2 separate regions of the Danio rerio genome follow, and region 2 is linked to region 1. Evidence: chromatin contacts called from public HiChIP or PLAC-seq data. All regions are on one chromosome and are shown on one strand. The core of a region is the stretch at or near the end of the contact, and the rest is flanking DNA. Distances in the headings are between cores, read along the strand shown.

Region 1 (4,001 bases), core at 806-3,305:
CTGTCTGAGAGTAGTATGTGATATAAACTGTTCAAACCTTAGATCTGCAGTATGGATGGAGTGTAATATGTGAGCTGTAGTGTGGGAGTTGTCACAGATAGGTTTCTCACATTGCTTCATCCAGTGTGTTGTCATATTTGTTGTCTGGGGTGGAGCTGTCGAAACCTCCTCTGATTGGTTGTCTCAGATAGGGAAGGTTTTGGTCGAATCTTCAAGCACTCATGGATGCTTTCTTTCTGTTTTGCGTATGTAGAAATAGGTCAGCCAATAATGGCCAAAGTTCATGGAAAAGGCTGGTGTTGTTTCTGTTTGAGCAAAGCAATTGAATACAGATCTAAGCCCCAGCATTTACTGCACTAAAAATAACTATTAATATATTCTATTAATATTATATTATTCTATTAAATCTATCTAACAGAAATTTATAGTTAAGGTAATAAATAATACAACGAAACTGCAAAAAAAGAAAAAAAAGAAACAAAAACATGCTGAGTAAAAATAGAAAGACTAAAACAGTATTTTCTTGTAGAACACACCACAATATTGGTATACAATTAACATGCTAAAAATAAGTAATGACAAGATATGATTTTGCAGCTTCAGCTTATTTAAAAAAAATGTTAATAAATTTTTCAGCTTCTTAGTTATACAAGCTTTAACTTGATGTTGAATAATTTGCAAGATTTAATTAAATTTAAAAGATTAAGGCAGCAATTCTGTCAATGACAGAAAAAAAATTGTAAAAAAAACAGGGGACAAATGTTATCAAAAATCGTGGAGCCGAACACTGAACCCTGAGAAACTCCTTTATGCATTATAAACATTGTCTCAAATGTATTTGTTTTTGGTCTTGTGATGTTGCAGGGGCCATGGATTTATTGGGAACACTTCAGCTCATTCGTCCATGTCGTCATGCATGTGCTGAGTATGTCTGCATCTGCATGTAACAGATGTCTGAGTTCAGTCTTTCTGCTCTAATTGTGATTTGCTCAAAGGAAAAACTTAACAGCTGAGTCTCCACATGACACTGAGCACATTTATTTATTTAGAAAATATTAATAATCTTTAAGATGGGTAGCGGTAGTAATAACATGTAGTAAGCACACACACACACACACACACACACATACGTGTATATATATATATATATATATATATATATATATATATATATATATATATATATATATATATATATATATATACAGATGAAGTCAAAATTTCAGAATTACTAGTCTCCCGTTTATTTATTTTTTCCCAATATCTGTTTAACGGAGAGAAGATTTTTTTTCAACACATTTCTAAACATAAAAGTTATAATAACTCATTTCTAATAACTGATTTCTAATAACTTGACTTCAACTGCATGTATAATATATATATATATATATATATATATATATATATATATATATATATATATATATATATATATATATATATATATATATATATATATTTGTATGTTATATATATTATACATTATATACATTCATTTTTTTGTCAGCTTAGTCCCTTTGTTAATCCGAGGTTGCCACAGCAGAATGAACCGCCAACTTATCCAGCACGTTTTTCTGCAGCGGATGCCCTTTCAGCCGCAACCCATCTCTGGGAAACATCCACACACACACATAGACACTCATACACTACGGGCAATTTAGCCTTCCCAATTCACCTGTACTGCATGTCTTTGGACTGTGGGAGAAACCGGAGCACCCGGAGGAAACGCACGCGAACGCAGGGAGAACATGCAAACTCCACAAAGAAACCCCAACTGAGCCGAGGTTCGAACCAGCGACCTTCTTGCTGTGAGGCAACAGTGCTACCTACTGTGCGTATATATATATATATATATATATATATATATATATATATATATATATATATATATATATATATATATATATATATAGTATGTATGTATGTAGGTTAACTAACTGTATGTATATACTCACAATACAATTCATTCCACCTTTAAATTAGAACTACAATTAGACCTCTGTTGGTGGGTGGAGAGTGTACTCTGAGGTTATCATGTCTATTTGGCAGTTTCCAGCCAAAAGATCTCAGCTGCAGGCAACACAACATTTAAGCTGCCTTGTGCACTAAACAGCAGCACCAAGTCTGCAACAGCAAATTCATTTCTTGTGTTTTTTTCCTTTTCTCAAGTGGATATATTCATTTGACAGGTAAGCAATGCATGCATTGTTGGAACTCTGAGAATCTCATAACCTAGCGAGTCGCCTTCTAAGACATTTATTATCAGTGTCCTTTTGAAAATATGCAGTATGTACAGTTATAACCCACTTTAAACCTTTCACTTAAAAAAAAGAATCGTAAATGTAAATTAACCCACTTAAAAAAAGAAAATACTATAGTACTTTATATTTAGAGTTTTTGATCCATACTATAGAACAGTACTTATTATGCTGTGGTAATTTTATAGTTTCTGTGGTTAAACAACAATTATAGTACGCTAATATAAATGACCCAATACTGTATTAAGCTTTCTACAACTATATACAATACAGTTTTACAGTTTACTGTTGTAAAAACGTAAAATAGGCTAGCATGATTATAGTTTTCAGTTTCAGAAAGATAAATCTATACAGCATATCACAGCATTATTCAAATATTGTTAATATAGATCCTACACACACTGATACATTTACTGTAGTACGGTTTAAAACAATATACATATTTTTTTTCACATGGGAATGCCATAACCGTTTGTTATCAATAAACATCATTAAAATGATTTAACATATTTGAGATAAAATGAAATAGTTTGAGTGTTTATGTATCGTAAGTTTTACTTTCCTGAAAAACAATCATCGTATATTCGCATATGATGTTGATTACCTGTCTGATCGACCTCGGTATAATGCTATGCAAATTTGAACGTCATTCAATCTGCAATACGTATGAACGTAGAAACCCGACTATGCATGAAACCCCACTAATTCGCGGTGAAGTGTTAAGAAATCTTTTTTTTTTTTTTTAATCATGCGATTTGTCTAAAGTTCTCAGTAGACACGTCGCAGCACTCTGCTTGGTTTGTTTTGCTCCTTCCGCCGCATCTGCAGTTCTGAAGTTCACCACCACAGCTGTGTTCGTCCTCATGCTCGGTCAGCAAACAGCCATATTTGAGCACCAGCTGCTCTGTTTATGAAAGTAACAACTTACACACTCTTGAGGAAGCAGTTAAAAAGCAGGACTTTCGCTCTTCAAGTAAGTTCAATATGCGAGTGACAGTTTACCACAGAACTACCGACCTGCTTCACACGCTGCTAGTTTTATGGTCGCGTGTATTCTTTTTCAGTGCATTACTTCAGTTTTACAAAACGTGTGAACTATATCTGAAATGTTTGCACGATAGTTTTTTACAGACATGTTATTAGTTTGATGCACTTTAACTGTGTTTGAGTTGCATAACTTGTGAATTGCAATGCTTATAATTAGTATACAAAATATTAGGTTTTGTCACCTTTTGCAAAAACAAGTTGGTCATGTTGATCATTTTCGAAGTGACCAGTTTTGCAGTTAAGTGCAATGCGTATAAAACGTGCATGTAATCCATATTTGCATATACTTTGTAAGAATGCGTAAAATATAAATGCATTGTTTTAAAATATAATAAAATGAGAAATTAAAATAAAACATTACGATTTCTCTAGTAAACATGTATCTTTAAAACCTTTATGAAAAAGGTTTTCTGTTTAACAGACTTTTCTTTTGCCATATTTGATTCAAAAGTGATTAGAGTAAGATAAGCTGTCTCACATGATGCTTGTCTGGTGAGCAACTACTTGTGAAAATTATCAATAACAGTAATAATAATAAAGATACATAGAACACACACACACACACACACACACATATATATATATATATATATATATATATATATATATATATATATATATATATATATATATATATATATATATATATATATGCAATTTGTTTAAATTTCAAATATTGAAATAATTTGTTCAAAT
Region 2 (4,050 bases), core at 1,032-3,531, 330 kb after region 1:
ACTTGTACAGTCACTTTGGCCTTGAGTTGGATGACTGACAGAGATTGGAAGGGCCTCATAATACTGTTAGTGTTATATCTTTGTATTTATACAGAACACACCAGTGTTTTCTTCATGCTATTGGGCTGAATGAGCCTAATTAAGAAGTTTCTGTCTGAATTAACTCTGATTTAATTTTACATACAAACCTTCAAAGAAATAAAAAGGTCTTTTGTTAACACTGTGATAAGAATTGGTTTGACGTTTTTCTCTGAGCATCGTTTTACTCATATTGTGTTCATGCCAAAGGCGACGTGATATCATGCACGCGAGATTATTGTGCATGAAAAGGTGTCTATGGCCATTGTGTTGTCATCCAAATCTGGTGAATTAGAGGAAAATTTGTTTAAAAATTCAATGTCTGTCATGAATTCCTTACCTTTTATTTTGATTTGAAATCCAAAACGAGATGACATGTAGCTTTGAAGTTGCTCACGTTGTATGGAAAAGAGCAACATGAACATTTTTCGAAACGTCTCATTTTGGGCTCTCCAAATGAAAGGAAGTCAGATTTGGCACAATGATGAAAGGTTCATTTATGGGTGAACTGTTCCTTTAGGGAAGTACTGTGTCATAAATTCTGCTTTATTATTGTTATTATTATTTTTGTTTTACCAATAAATGCATTTATTTGAAAGTTAATGAAATAAATTTAAGCAGTATTTGTGAGGTTGCTTAATGTGTTATGTTGCGTAGCTGTCCCAGCTGTGCTAAAGGTGAACTAAGTACACCATAAGCTAGTTATGATAGATAAATTATGGCCTGTGTCTCAATATTTTTGGATTGCATAGATAAAAAATCTGCTTTGCTGATAGTAGATAATGTACATATCACTATACAGTTGTAAACTGATTTGTGCTGTCCAGTAACAAATTATAAATACTCCAATTACTGTACTTGAGTTTTTTGTTCTTAGGATTAGTAATTTATTAGGTAGTTTTAAAAATGTGTACTTTTACTTTCCCTTGAATACACTTTTAGTGCAATATCGCTACTTTTACTCCACTACTTTATTTCAACCTGCGTAATTACTTAATTTTTTTCTTGTCTATGGGGATAAACAAATTATTAAATCAATTCTTTGATTCCAGTCCTATCAAATAATAATAATTTTTCATTATTATGAACAATTTGAAGATATGTTTGGAAAGTATCCAGGAAGATGATGTCCAAAATCTTTACACGCAATGACTGTTTAGACTGAATGCCATTGATGGTGGCGAATGTTTACTGTACGATGACTGAAATCGTCAAATAGTCAAAATGTTACGTTTACACACACACATGCATAAATTGCATGTAAAAACATCACCTTTTCACAGTGTAATACTTCTTAAAGGGCTACTTTTTACTCATACTTTGAGTAATATTTACAGCAGATACTTTTACTCTACTTGCACTACATTATTAAGTAAGTAATTATACTTTTACTTGAGTATGATTTTTCATGACTTTCCACCACTGGTGCTGTCTAACATGATATCCACAGTGAAGTGTTTATACCACATGAAATCAATTTTTGTTACTGTTATCTCACATGATTTTCATCGACCATTCTAAAAAAATATATGAATGTTGTGACCAGTACAAAGAAACACAGTGGAAAGTAATTTGTTAGGCAAATCATGTTAACATTAAAATGCAAACTGAAAAAATAAATGGGGTTTGTGACGTCAGCTACATAGGTAAGTTGTTTTAGGAGCTACATTTAGATAAGCGATTATACACAGTTTGTTTCTGTGAATTAACTTGTATCGAATGCTACATGCAATCAGGAGTATAGTCAAAATAATTTCACAGAAAAAAAAATACATACTTCAAACTAAAATAGAAATGTTTGCAATTCATGCATTTTGAATGAAACCAACAGTCTCGTGTCCTTTTGCTATATATTTCAGTTAAAATCCTGTCTCCTTACACATTAGTATTATCATGTGCATTACGTTCTTTTAATTTTCACAAACAGCTGTCTTTGCCAGTACAATGGCTTGCAGATGGACAGATGTCTGACAATAGCTCTCGTTCTCCTCCTCCATCATGCCTCATGGTCCCGCAGAGCTGCTTTGCAACTACCGGGTGGAAACTGTCGTGATGATTCGCTGGCTGGGCCACATTTCCTTGACAGGACTTTAAGCCCCGCCTTTCAACAGCGAAAAGGCTGCGCTCTGAGAGCACGATTGGTTTAAAGCGCTGTCATTCAATGTGTACACACAGCACCGGCGAATAGCGAGGAGGCGGGCGCAAGTAAGAAAATTATAAGGTCATTGGAATTACCAGCGCTACATGCTATCCCCACAATGAAGCGATAACAGATAAGAGTGAAAAAATGAAATAAACGGGAGCAAAGTCTACCATAGGAGCCGCGGAAATAGGTAAAAGGCGGGCGAGTGGCCGTTACACACCGGCGCGTGTGTATCAGCGCAGGTAAACGGTGGAGGTTTCGCTTAAGCCGATCAAGGTGGGATCGTACGGAACAGGTTCCCCTTCTGCCATAATACACACGTTATTGTGACAGAGAAGACCAAAATCGAGGTATTTCCCGGACCACAAACACCAACATTTCAAATATTTTAGCCATTAGTCATTTCCGGAATCTCCTGTATCATTAATCGTCATGATAGCGAGCTGTCAGTTGCTTGTTAAAGATGAATTTACTGATTTTACTATAGCGTCAATATGCATTGTGTTCTGCTTATGTTTGCCGATGGATGCCGTGTCATGTGTAGCAGTGTAATTGCTCATAATCCAGCTAAAGGGAAATAGGATGTCATTCATGCGCACTGGCCTTTTCAGTATGAAACACGCATAGCAAATATAACCGATCGTATAAACGCATAATATAATTAATTGCCTGACTGTACGAGTTGAATTTCATACAACGTGTTTTGTGATTGTAACTGTAGAGTGAAGCTCAGTGTACTGCATTGCTGTAGTGATGTCCGATTCGCGAGCGAAGCATTCTTTTGAGTCGGATCTTTTCAACCGAGTCATTAAAGCGAATGGATTCGTTCACAAATCGACCTGAATCCTGAACTCTTAGGCGCAATGAGCTGGGAAACATTTCTGAATATGTTAAACTCCCAATTACCAAAAAATAGGTTAACGTTAACTTTTAGGTCTCTGAACAGGGTGTCTACAGGGTCTTAAAATGTCTTAAATCTCTAAAAGCTAAATTTTAGGCTTTAAAAAGTCTTAAATCTACTGACATGTGTTGTAGGTCTTACATATTTTTCAACAAGTCTTAATTTTTCTGTGTTCATGTATAGCAACCTACTCTGGCCATTTACACCCATACAATTGACAGCAATTCATCTCGATAAAGCTTTTAACTTTTTATTTTCAAAAAGCTTTTAATTAACATTTGCTTAAAAGTTCTACATTTATTTACTTATGATGATACTGACCTGACCTATATTTTTATTATTAAATCATTATTATTGTAGGCTGAAGTAACTGACAGCTATGTTTTGTTCTATTCTTGTTAAGGGTTATAGAGTTTGTGAATGGATTTATTTAGAAATTACAAAAAGAAATATTCAAACTAAATTATTATTATTGTATCATTGAATGTATTTAATTTTAATTATTTTTTGATAGGGCAAGTGAAAGTCTTTTTTAACTAAGATGTTCGAAAAAAAAAAATCTTTAGCATTTAGCCTTGTGTAAGGCAAAAATTTAATTCATAATGGTCTTTAAAATGTCTTTAAAAGTCTTAAATTTAACTTTGTGAAACCTGCAGAAACACTTATACAGAAAAAGTTATGAGCACCAAGGCAGTTAATAGATTGCAAGCTATGCCTTTGTTAAACCAATCTGTTAGTATTAATTCAGTAAATTTATTAGCAATGTGCAGGTGTTGCATAGAAAATTTCACCAATCTGAGGGTTCAAACTTTAGCTCCCTGTGTTTCTAAAACTTAATTATATATGTGTGCAAACTTTGCTGAAAACTTGAAATGTATTATTTCTATAGATGCAACCAAAATCGTTAAGCGATTAATGTAATATTTCT

The links. HiChIP or PLAC-seq counts read pairs in DNA pulled down with a chosen protein or histone mark.
Region 2: a contact with region 1 is called in an H3K4me3 HiChIP or PLAC-seq map of embryo, with 6 times the contacts expected there. The contact joins the promoter of slc27a4 here to the promoter of sardh in region 1. A contact is called at or near these places in 3 of 18 Hi-C or Micro-C datasets (caudal fin, embryo and hematopoietic stem cells) and 1 of 4 datasets of contacts at active chromatin or transcription factors (embryo).

The regions. Positions count from the first base shown.
Region 1 is chr10:11,042,627-11,046,627 of GRCz12tu, forward strand. It overlaps sardh (sarcosine dehydrogenase), which reads left to right and starts at 2,056. Exons shown (of 22, transcript NM_001326686.1): 1 at 2,056-2,189; 2 at 3,034-3,231.
Region 2 is chr10:11,370,556-11,374,605 of GRCz12tu, forward strand. It overlaps slc27a4 (solute carrier family 27 member 4), which reads left to right and starts at 2,282. Exons shown (of 13, transcript NM_001017737.1): 1 at 2,282-2,571. swi5 (SWI5 homologous recombination repair protein) reads left to right here. Exons shown (of 5, transcript NM_001326527.1): 5 at 1-703. The coding sequence ends at 38.